Regions from separate parts of the Mus musculus genome. Here regions 1 and 3 are each linked to region 2. The links are chromatin contacts, called in public promoter capture Hi-C maps. All regions are on one chromosome and are shown on one strand. The core of a region is the stretch at or near the end of the contact, and the rest is flanking DNA. Distances in the headings are between cores, read along the strand shown.

Region 1 (3,719 bases), core at 927-3,426, 220 kb before region 2:
TCTATAATATAATAATTATATAAAATAGTACTATAATTAGTAAGTTCTGTGTAAGAGAACTTTTCCTTTATTCTGTAGGACTCGATAAAAGTTTGAGTTCCACTAAACTAGTATATTCACACTGAGATTTCTTATCTTTAATTATATTCATGTGTCTATGTGTCGGTATGTACGTGTGAGTTGGTCTACCTGATGCTCCAGTCACTGGGCATTGACACCCCTTCAGCATGGCTGCAGGGACTGGAGCTCAGGTCCTTTGCCGAAGGAGCACCTTCTTAACCCCTGAACCATCTCTCCAGACTACCTCATGTTGGGGTTTCTGTTAATGTATTAAGAAGCTTTGTGGCAATTCTATTAAGATCAGAATAAAATGTTTACCAATCTACATGTCCAGTCCAATAATTCTCTGGAATTTCTACAGAGGCGGTGAGTCTGCAGACTTTTGAGGTCAAACTTATTTCATTCTTAGTGCTAAAGTGATAAAATTTGGAGAAAAAATAGCTTTGCAGATTAAAATTTTATAGAGTATTAAAAGAATGTTATTCTTTGCACTCATTGGCCTCCTTGGCTTCCAGGTGGAATGTATTATTCCTGAAATCACATTTAATTCATTTGAACCAAATGTTTGTCTTATTTGCTTTTCTCTAATCTTTCTGCCTGCAGGACTGAAATAAACGAATGAACTACTTACAGGCAAACTAAAAGATGGAAGGCAGTTTCTTGGCTGGGATGTATGAGTTATTAGTGTACTAAGGTCAGGGCTTACTTAGTGGCCCATTCCAGTGGAACTAGGCATGTGGAACAAAACAATAAATTTGTGCTTTAGAGTTTCAGTCTCCATGCAGAGATCAACTTAAAAAACTTTCTGTCCTCCTTTAAATGTTTGATAAAAGTCATAGTAACTTTGGATAATGGCATACAGCTAACAGGTCAGAACTGCCATTCAATGCCAGGCTAGAGAAATATATTCTGTTCTGTTCCATTTTCCTGATGGGGAGTAGTAAGGCCATGAGTGTGTTCTCAGCAGGGTCACCCAAACAGCTATAGGTTTTTAAAATGCACCTGTTATAGACTGTTTCTAGGCATTGCATGGACACTTATTCAATCACCAACTGAGGAGAACTTGGCTTATCAATAAGAGACCTGCACTAGATTGGAACCATTCATTTTCTGTCATGGAGGTGGGGAGGGGTTCACCAAGTCCTGCTCATTCCTGAGAATGTATACATTTAACAGTTAACATTTTCTAGAGGAGAAAGCTCATGAGACCACCCCATGTTCTAGAATTGAACATGCTCTAGAATTCGGGAGGAGCCGATTTCCCAAGCATATTTATAAGCTTCCTTAATCTTTGCATCAGTGCTAAGGGGAGCAACGTTATCATTATTGTCTTATTGATGACAAATCTAAATCAGGAAAATTGGGTGTAGTGGTATCCAGTTCTTCTCTAAGTGGAACAAAATTACCAGAGATGATAAAATTAAAAATATTTGAGCCAGGCAGGGGTGGTGCACACTGGAGACCAGGCTGTGCTCCCTAACCCTACAACCACCTATGTTCCTACCACCATGGACAGAAAGGGCTCCAGCCCATAATCCTTTCCTCACCATGATGGATGATATTCTCTAAACTAGAAACCAAGTTAATATCCATTTACTTGCTTGTATAGTTACAGTGATGTAAACATAACTAAAACCACAGCAAGTTGCTTAAATATCATACAGGCCATTCCAGAGTTGGTACTCAAAAATGGGCAGTCTTTCTTCTTAGCTACTAGGTTTGCTGTTGGAAAATGGGTGCCTTCATATCACCAGCATCCTATTATCAGCTGATCTCCATCCTCTTTAGCTAGATGGCACAGAGCCAAAGATATTTTCAAATATTTGGGCTACATCAGGAAAGCCATAAAGTCCCTGATCAATATCTGTCTCCAATGAGACTATCAAATTCCACATCAAAATTACTGAAAACAAATAGAAAGCAGTTGAATAAAGGCAAAAGAAAAAATTCACATCACCTTATCCTCTTGTCTTCCACCTTTTTCAAATATTCATCTCTCTTTAGGACTCCCAGTATCATTTCCTTCTCATGATCTAATAAAAATGACAGATTGATGAACTCCGAGTTCTTAGACATGGTACTTCAGCAGCAGCTCTGTGTAGCAGTGGTTGAATCTTCCAGAAAGTGAACGAATATTTACTGTTGTTAAGGTTTCTCCTGCTCAACCTAGTGTCCAAGATGTTCAATTTAAAGGGTTTTCTTTCAAGGACTCTGCAGTTTTGTTGACAAGTGCTGGGTATTCATTCACATTACAGAGAAAACATATTCAACTGAGATTGCAGTCTATGAAAATCATTATTATTTCAACAGAAAAATTCTCTAAAGCATTTGCTGTGTAGACAGTCAGCAGCTAAGATTCACTAATGATGCTGAACTTTGAGCTCTCAAAAAGCTTCAGAACAGGACTCAATTCCTCCGGGCCCAGAATGTAGAAAAAACTGAAAAGGTGGACAAAGCAGAGAAAAATTAATTAGGTCATACCACACATAGCACTTGTTCAACTATTTAATTTTTGAAATATCAGTGTACCTAGCTCAAACACAACTTTCAAATTAATAAAAATACACAGACTGGGATTTGTACATGTTTGTGTGTGTGCATGCACATGTGTGCTGCACACACACACACACACTTAATACAAGTCCCAGTTCTAGATAATTACTGTACGTGTTAGAACACATCCCTTTCAAATAGAAAGAACAAGCATACTAAACACCAAATGGACCTAGACTATTCCTCTTGACAGCATAAGCTCACCTGGCCCTCCATCACATCCTTAGCTTTAGTTTTATACTTGGATTCTCAGAGTATAACCACATAAGAATGGTAATTCTTACAGTTGTTTGCCAGATTTGGGCATTGCTATCTTCCTGAGATACTGTCCCTCAGGTCTCCTTCACACCTATGAACAACAAGCTAGGCAGTTTCCTTGGCTCTTGTCAGGCTTTTAGTCATAACGATCTATTGAAAGGCTGCTATGAGAAAGTCTACCCACGAGGTCAAACCAACCTTTAAAAAAAATGTTAGTTGATTCAAAAGGATAGGATCTCTTCCAGAGCCTCTTTAACTCTTCAAAGAGTTTGTGTTGTATTCAGTGTACACCAACCAGAACTCCAAACTGAAGTGGGTCTTATAGACCACAAAGTAGCTCCATTTGAGCTAATGTCCCAGGTCCTTTCAGACTGGATTTATTCAAGGCCTTTTGCCAATCTGCAAAGGCCATTAGATAAGGAGAAGAAGAAGAAGAAGAAGAAGAAGAAGAAGAAGAAGAAGAGGAGGAGGAGGAGGAGGAGGAGGAGGAGGAGGAGGAGGAGGAGGAGGAGGGGAAGGGAAGGGAAGGGAAGGGGAAGAGGAAGGGGAAGGGGAAGGGGAAGGAAGGGGAAGGGGAAGGGGAAGGGGAAGGGGAAGGGGAAGGGGAAGGGGAAGGGGAAGGGGAAGGGGAAGGGGAAGGGGAAGGGGAAGGGGAAGGGGAAGGGGAAGGGGAAGGGGAAGGAGAAGAAATTAAGAGGAAGCAGCAAGGGCAAGGGAGACCCTACAGAAAATGTAATGCTTAGAATTTTCTATCAGTGTCAGCTGCTGTCTCCCCAAATAAACTTGCTTTTCCATCCTTTTGTGTCTCATCTGGCTTTAAACTGAAATAGAAAAAATACATAAATTGG
Region 2 (4,123 bases), core at 641-3,140:
AAATAAAGTTAAGGATGGGTTCTATAAACATGAACACACATGTAAGTAAGCTTACATTATGTTTTCCTATAGTTTCCTGAAACACACAAACATATAGTTTAAATAAAGTTATGCTACACTTAGCTCATAATCCTCCCTCGATTGCCACAGACTATGCAGCCAAACACCCCAGTGAAGGCCAGAGATCAATATTGGTGTCTTCCTCAATTGCTCTCATGAGACTGGCAATCACCATTTATGTTAGACTGGCTGACTAGCAAGCTTCAGGGATCCTACTATCTCTGGTTCCTCACCACTGAGACTATATATTAAGCCATATCCCCATCCACTATCTACTTTTTGATAGAATTCACTATTTGCAATAAAGGTAAAACACTAACTATAGGTTTTTTTTCCGGTCTGTTCTGTAAAAGGGAAAAATCATATGGGTAAGACATGACAAATTGTGCCTGAGGAAAAGACTCCTGGAGACTAGACAGATATTGCTGATGTGATGAAGACAATACCGTCTAAAGACAGAAAGCACACATACCCTAAAAAGGTTTTGAGCAACTAAATCAATCAGGAATATAAATTGACTCTCACATTCCTGGTTATAAAACAAAACATAAACATCATTATTTCAGTTCCTCCTACTTGGGTCTTTTGTTACTTGTAGCCAAAGGAACATATTAATAAAATTACAATGATTTAAAGTAAATTCTCAAAACTATTTGGTATTTTTCCAGTTGAAAGATCATTGAAGTTTGCGTATGGAATGTATGGAGTGTTTCCTTGAATGTATGTGCATCATATGTGCTTAGAGCCTGAAGAGGCCAGAAAAAGGGGTTGGGCCCCCTTGAACCAGAGATACAGACAGCCTATAGGCAATACATGGGTACTGAGTACCAAACCTAGGTCCTCTGCAAGAGTAGTGAGTGCTAACTTCTTAGCCATCTCCCCAGCCCCAATCACTTTGCTTTTTGCAATGACCCATAATAGAAGAGCCAGTACTGCAAAAATCACAGTATCAAGGTTGATTCAATAGTCACAAATTGAGAGTGGTGAATTGGGGGACCTGAGGATTTAGTTACTGTCTATATAGGCTTCAAGTTACTTCATGTCTCTTAATTCCTGTTCTACTTTTAAAGTAATAGAAAGGGATTAGAAAACTAAGGAACCTTCTGACTTTGATAGTGGGGAACAAAATAGAAGTCATTGTGTTGGGCTGAATATCCCCACCACCATCACCAGACATATCCACATTTGAATCCCAGTACACGGCAATGCCCTACCTTGCATGGCAAAAAACATTTTGTACATGTGGTTAGAGCTAATACAGGAGAGGTGGTGGTGGCTTTGAAGCTGTAGGAATATAGGTAGTTACTACAAGTTGAAGAGGGACATCAACTTTAGGAGTTGTGTGTACTGTATCTTATTTGATCCTTATAACGAGTCTCCAAATAGAGGGATTTATGTTATGGGAAAACTGAATCTTGTGTGTGTGTGTGTGGGGGGGGCGGGTGTATATTTTTCAAAGTCAGTAACTAGTACGGAGAGAAATCGAAGTTCCTTGCTCAGCTGCTACACTCGCTTGCTGGATAACTGTGGATGAACGAATTTTGTGCACATGGCCACTGCAGGAAGCCCAAAATCACCTGTGCTAGCTAACTTTCCCCATGGAAGCTCTTTGAGGTCTTAACGTGTGTCCCTTATTTTCAGAAGACTAGCCTGGTCTTAAGTGCACTTAAAACCTAGCAGGGGTACCCTTAGCCCCGCTAAAGGGCTCAACTCAAACAGAGCCCCTCCTCCCTGTCCTTTAACCCCGCCCTCCCTGCTCTTTTAACCCCGCCCTCCCTGCTGTTTGCGTCAGAAAAGCAGGGCCTGCGTAAACGCCCTGGGTCTGGAGTGGAGGCGGGGCCTCCCCAGAGGCCAGTGCGCAGCTGAGGACCTGGACAGAAGGCTTGCTCCGCCCCCAGGACTCAGAAAGCCACCATGGAGGGGTACCAACGGCCCTGCGATGAGGTACCGCCCCTCTGGCGCCAGGAAAAGCCCCTCAGCTCTCTCTGACTGGCTGTGGGGACACTGCGGGGTGGTCTCTTAGTTCTGGGAGAGTTAAGATGCAGCTTCTCTTTAGCCTGGGTCTGCTCCGTGCGGCCTGGATCCTTCTTGCCCTTAGGCTTCTCGCTCTCCCCGCCCCTCCCCCGCCCCTGAGATCCTTAGGGTGGGCAGATCGTCGCTCTGGCCTTAGTGAGCAAAAGCGCTTGGGGGCAGTCGTCAGGGTCTGCAAGGGCCGAGAGGTTGTAGGGAAGGCCAGAATTTGGGTTACATAGGCAGGCAGGCGTGGGCGAGCCCCGCCCGTTTGCGATCAGGGCCTGGGAAACCCGTCTTCTCTCTGCTTCCTCCACCCCTTTGGGCCTCCTTGTGCTGGTGCTGCAAGGTGGCTCTAGTCCCGGGAATTCTTCCCAGGAAAGGCTAGAGGAAGTGCTTTATGGATTAAGAGCCCTTGCTCACTGATTCATGTTTCCCTAAGCCTCACCAGAACTCCATGATGTCGGTTAGTTTCCTGTTACAGAAGGTAACCGACTTTTCATGGCGACAAAGTGATAGGCCCCAAGTGAAAAGAATGACAGGTGTTCCATTTGAACCCAGGTCTCTGGCTTCATACTTAAGCCCTTATTTCAAGGAATTTGAGGATGAGGGCTGTTGAATTGTTGCACAGCCTGTAAGAGTTTGCAAGGACAGCGTAGACAGAGATGTTCTGCACCTCCTAGCAAAGGTGCAATGGGATCTATTTTGCACTACTTCCTAAATACATGTAATTTCAAAAGAAATTGGAGTGAAGACATAGTCCTAGTGTGCTTGGCTAGCACAGGAGACGCCCTGAGCCCAGAAGAGACAGAGATGCGTCCATAGTATTAGGCGACTTTCCAAACTGTGGTGAAATGTGTATCTTTTATTTCTTAGGCCAATTTTTGGATGGGATTTTGAAGTAAAAATGATATTTTATCACAGGCCCAAACTATGAGACCTTTTTTCATAATGCCTCCAACAATTTAGATTTTCGTTCCTTTTTTTTTTTTTAGGAGAATGGTGGGAAATTGTATAGAATAATTAATAGAATTAAAATATGGAAATCTATACTTAAAGCATAACTCAGGAGTTGACTTGTTTCAAGTAGTTTGAAGTTCCCTAGTGGTTTTTAAAGCACAGAAGTGCTGTGCTGCTTTCCCAGTGCACTCAGCATACCTCCCTGGAAGTCATTTGGTGATACCTAAAGCATCGTGCCTTGTATTTCAGGCTTATCACATAACCTAGTTCTGCACTAGAGGACACGTAGATGCTACTGAAAATCCTTCTTAACCTAAGATTCTAACAAGCTGCTCCAAAAAGTATATACCAATTTATATAATTAGAATAACATAAATTTCTAATGACAGAGTATTGCTGTAATCTTATAATTGGGAAAGCAATGGTTTGACTCACATCAGTTCAAAATAAACTTGAAAATGACAGTTGAGCATACTCTTCTTATGGCCCACTTTAGCTGAAATGATTTCCTGTATACTGATAGCACACAACAGACATCAGTAATAGCTGCTGAATACCAATTTCTTAAGCTTTATTATACAACGATTATCTAGAATAATCAATACACTCACTATTGTAAAAGCACTTTTCAAAATGGTATTTGCCCAGGTTCTGCCCAATTCTAATGGCTCCAAATTCATAGGGAATAGGTGCAGGATCCTCAGGAGACCCAATACTCCTAGCACTGTGGTCTTCTGTCACTATGGTTTTCTTAGGCCAGATGAGAGTATCCTGAATATTGCCTATGCTCAAAGCAGTTTTATTGTGTGTTTTCTTCTTAGGTTGGCTTCAATGCTGATGAAGCCCATAATATAGTCAAAGAGGTGAGTTGATATTTGCTGTTATCGCAAAGCCTGTTGTGTTGATGGAAATATCTTAAATCCAGTTTTGATTTGTCAGGCCAATGCTAGAGATGTTAATGTTAAGACACCACGATGTAAAAGATGTCTTCCTTCTTTGTAGTGGTGTGTATGCAGGGCATGCACTGAGGCTTAGTTGGACCTTTTTCTGAAAGTCACGCTAAAGCTGTTTCAAGTCTACAGAAAGAAAGATC
Region 3 (3,834 bases), core at 368-2,867, 150 kb before region 2:
TTTGATTCTCAGATCCAGATGGTGGCCCACAATCTCTCTGGCCTACAAGGCCACTAAGCACAAATGTGGTGCACAAACAAAGACACAAATAAATTTACCACTAGCTATGATAAAGCTTTCACATAAAATCTGTAGCAGCTGACCTCTTAATTCCTGTGTGTGTGTGTGTGTGTGTGTGAGAGAGAGAGAGAGAGAGAGAGAGAGAGAGAGAGAGAGAGAGAAACAAAGAGACAGCGAGGTGCCAGCAGACAAACAGACAATAGAAATTGAATCTAAGGCCTCCCTCATGTAAAATGGTCCTCGAGTGTACAAGAAAGCAGAGGCCCATGAGAAATACTGCAAGCAGTTTTCTTCCATGGTTTCTGCTTGATATTGCTGTTCTGTCTTCCCTCAGTGGTGGAATGCAACCTGTAAATGAAATAAATTTGTTCTTCTCCTAAGTTGCTTTTGCTCAAGTGTTTTGATGCAGCGATAAAAAGAAGCTATAACATGTCAATAATACTCTTACACTGTGCTAAATCCACAGACCATTTTATTTATTTTTACGTTGAGACGAGGTCTGTTTAAGTTGGGAAGGCCAGCCTTCAAATCCCTCTGTTGACCATGACAACCTTGAGCTTGAGACCTCTCTGTCTTAGCACTACAGATGGAATTACAAGCCTTCACTACCAGGTTTGGCTTGTTGTTATTTTACTCTCTAGTCCAGGCTTCTCTGCAACTCACTATGTAGTTAAGTCTCGACTTGAACTTGTAAAACTGCTCAGCCTTGAAAATACAGGAACTCTACGCATGTATCTAACACATGTGGTTCATGTTCTTTTCATTGCTTCTACAGAATTCCATACACATAGAAAAAAATCACTAAGACATTTGTTCATGTTTTGTGCACATCAGACAACAAGGTCTGAATTGTAAGTTCCCACTAGTATCCAAATAATGTGGATACTGAGAATTGTCCCAGAGTGTTGGCCATGACTCTGGAGAAAAAAAATTCCTCGCGGACTTTTGGGATAGCATTGAAAATGTAAATGAGGAAAATACCTAATAAAAATAAAATAAAATTAAAAAAATTCCTCAAGGATTCCACTTCAATTCAGTCTCTGAAATATGGTATGTGTTATCACTTGAAAGCAGATTAGCAGTCTTCTGGTTTAAGCAAAGTGAAAATACAACAACAATCATAAAAACTTTTCCAACCCTCCAAATCCCTCAAGTATCAGTTCTCTTTCCTTACAGGTCACAAATTATCTCTAACTCACATAATAGACGTGAACCAAAACACTTGGCTCATCTAATGAATTAGTGAATTCTACATTGCTCCAGGGACACAATAAGTAGGACATAACTAGAATGTGTAAGCAGAACACTCAATTATTTCATGTTGATTTCATGTCCGAAATTATTTCTTACCATGACAATTGTTCAAAAATAAGAAAGACTATTTCAATTTTCATATACATTTCATGTGACTGGAGCACTTAAAAGAGCTGACCAGCCAGCCATATGCCATGGAACAGAAAATGAATATGATGCTAACTTAAATCCCAGTGTTCTGAGCCTATTCATTGTTCCATTTCACAATCTAGCACAGACTCTGTCAGATATTATTTCCAAATAACATATGGTATAAGATAGCATTCATTCCACTGACTCATTTTTATATTACTCAGCCACTACACTTGCCCCAATCCACTTTTATGGCTTTTTCTTTGTTTTGAGTATTTTTATGGTTTTTTTTTTTTTTACTTTTTTCTTCTTATTATGAAATTTTTTCACTGTGGAGAAAACAGAACTTGAATGAAAGGAGACCCATGAGTCAGAATCTGTTGTGGTTGACGATTGAGGGCCCAGAAGCTGAGGTCAGACATCTCTTTGTTGCAACCCTATGCCTGCCAAATCTGTAACTTTAAATTCTTTAATGTTTCTTAGTTTAAGCTTTCTTATCTGTATAATTTGCATAGTGTTCCTTTTTTCACAAATGTCATAAGAATTAAACAATATAATGCATGCAAACCATCTAGTTCATACAAAATGTTTATTATATATTACCTTGTTCTTCAGTTCCTACAGTTGATAATCAAAATATCCAGGTGTAGAAGGTCATTCGTATAAGCCCCACTTAGGAGGCAGAGGCAGAGGCAGAGGCAGGAGGATTGCTCCAAGTTTGAGGCCACCCTAGCCTATAAAATGACACCCTGTCTCAAACAATAATAGCAAAACAAAGCATTCTGGCATCAATCCCAAGCAATTTTGAATTGAGTTCAAAATTTTTAAATGTTGAAAAATCATTTAGAATGGGCTGACACGGTATGTTCACCTTCTAATGCCTAATGCTAAGATTTTGTTGAAAACTCAGTAACTTTTGTGCAATGGTGAAATGATCCAGGAGATTTTCATTGGAAAGGTTTGTTTTCCCTCAAAAGATTTAGATGATCTTTGACTCAAAACACTTACATTTTCTATTTCAAAATTAACCACAAAAAAGCAAAGGACATTCCAGAAGTTGTTTTCATTATAGCAGCAGTTATATAATCAAGGAGGTTCTTGCCAAAGTCAAGGACTTTAAGAAATTAATTCAAACACAGAAATGGGAGCAAAGGCATTTTTTGTCATTGAAATCACCAAACCATCACATACCTGTGAAGCATTAGTCACCTATGACAATAAGATATGTACTCTGACTCATGCTGTCTTTTCTGATAACATTTAAATGGCTGAATTTTCCCAAGCTGAAGTTCAACCAGAGATATTTACTCTATAATTCTCTATCAAGTATTCTTTAGTTATTTTGGCAATGCCTGGAGTTTCAGTTAGTGAAGTAAAGCAGGCTAGCAGTCAGCTGTAGAGGGACAACTCTGGTGTCTTCGCATGTGAAAATTCTTATGTAATTTTTTGTTCACTTTTTTAAACATGGTTTCATGTAGCTCAAGCTGGCATTTGAATTCACTATGTAACTGAAGCTGCTCTTGAATTCCCATGTATCACCCTATCCTACAAGGAATGCAACTTGAATTTTAAAATATCTAACCATTTGAAATACAAGGTTGCTTTTCATATGTAAGGTTCTAAATTATACAAGGCTGAAGCATGTCAGTTCCACCATGGAAAATATCAATCCACAAGTAAATTATGGAGCATCTATGATGGCTCTGCCATTCTAAGGCCAAGGGAAGTTAAAAAAATGTTGACTGATCAAGCTAGTCAACATTCCTGTCCAGTCAACATTCCAGTATGTATAGGGACATTTAATATGATAAATGTAAGCATATTTAACATGGCATTTTCCCTTGAAAAAGTGCGTGTATTAGTTTTCTTTTGGTAACTATAATGAATTTCCTGAGGCTGGGAATTTATAAATAAATAGAAGAGGTTTTATTTATGTTAACTATTCATATTAAATGTCCCAACATTCCAGTATGGATAGGGGAGTGTCTCATAAGGCCACACTCCTAACTGAAGAGCTATAAGCAGCTAATAGATGTGGAGAAAGAAGAATCATTTTTTTTCTTCAGTGCTATAGACTCTCGTAGGTTTACCATCCTCCAGTAGGTATCTCAATACCCAAGCACACATCGGCAGCAATAACTATTCTCAGTAGGTTTAAAAATAATAAAATGGCATGAACTCTCAGGGAAGAGGGAACACAGGAGGAGGGTTGAATATGATCAATTTATATTGATCAAATACACAAATATATAAAATATATTTGTAGACACATGTTAAATTGTCTCAAAAAGTAAACTAAAAAATGTAAATGTCTGAATATACAATGAAAAATCTTTTGCAGGGTGGATATAATTAACAATCAGGTGAACTTGTCCCTTAAGGCAATGG

Evidence for each region. Promoter capture Hi-C pulls out the DNA fragments that hold promoters and counts their contacts.
Region 1: a contact with region 2 is called in a promoter capture Hi-C map of the 3T3-L1 cell line, with 2.0 times the contacts expected there. The contact joins the promoter of Sytl5 here to the promoter of Dynlt3 in region 2. A contact is called at or near these places in 2 of 39 promoter capture datasets (the 3T3-L1 cell line and the HPC-7 cell line) and 1 of 9 other capture datasets (pancreatic islet).
Region 3: a promoter capture Hi-C map of the 3T3-L1 cell line shows a contact between it and region 2, with 2.7 times the contacts expected there. The contact joins the enhancer-like site here to the promoter of Dynlt3 in region 2. A contact is called at or near these places in 3 of 39 promoter capture datasets (the 3T3-L1 cell line and 3T3-L1-derived adipocytes), 1 of 484 Hi-C or Micro-C datasets (adipose-derived mesenchymal stem cells) and 3 of 9 other capture datasets (adipose tissue, embryonic tail and pancreatic islet).

The regions. Positions count from the first base shown.
Region 1 is chrX:9,884,078-9,887,796 of GRCm38.p6, reverse strand. Sytl5 (synaptotagmin-like 5) reads right to left here and starts at 2,176. Exons shown (of 17, transcript NM_177704.3): 1 at 2,018-2,176. The coding sequence starts at 2,136.
Region 2 is chrX:9,660,750-9,664,872 of GRCm38.p6, reverse strand. It overlaps Dynlt3 (dynein light chain Tctex-type 3), which reads left to right and starts at 1,890. Exons shown (of 5, transcript NM_025975.5): 1 at 1,890-2,004; 2 at 3,852-3,893. The coding sequence starts at 1,975.
Region 3 is chrX:9,808,269-9,812,102 of GRCm38.p6, reverse strand. It overlaps a transcript of Sytl5 not described here. Among named protein-coding and RNA genes, the nearest start is that of H2ap, 37 kb to the left of the region's middle. Within about 2 kb of position 1,617, at least 8 of the 459 cell types and tissues checked have an H3K27ac peak or open chromatin away from gene starts, as enhancers often do.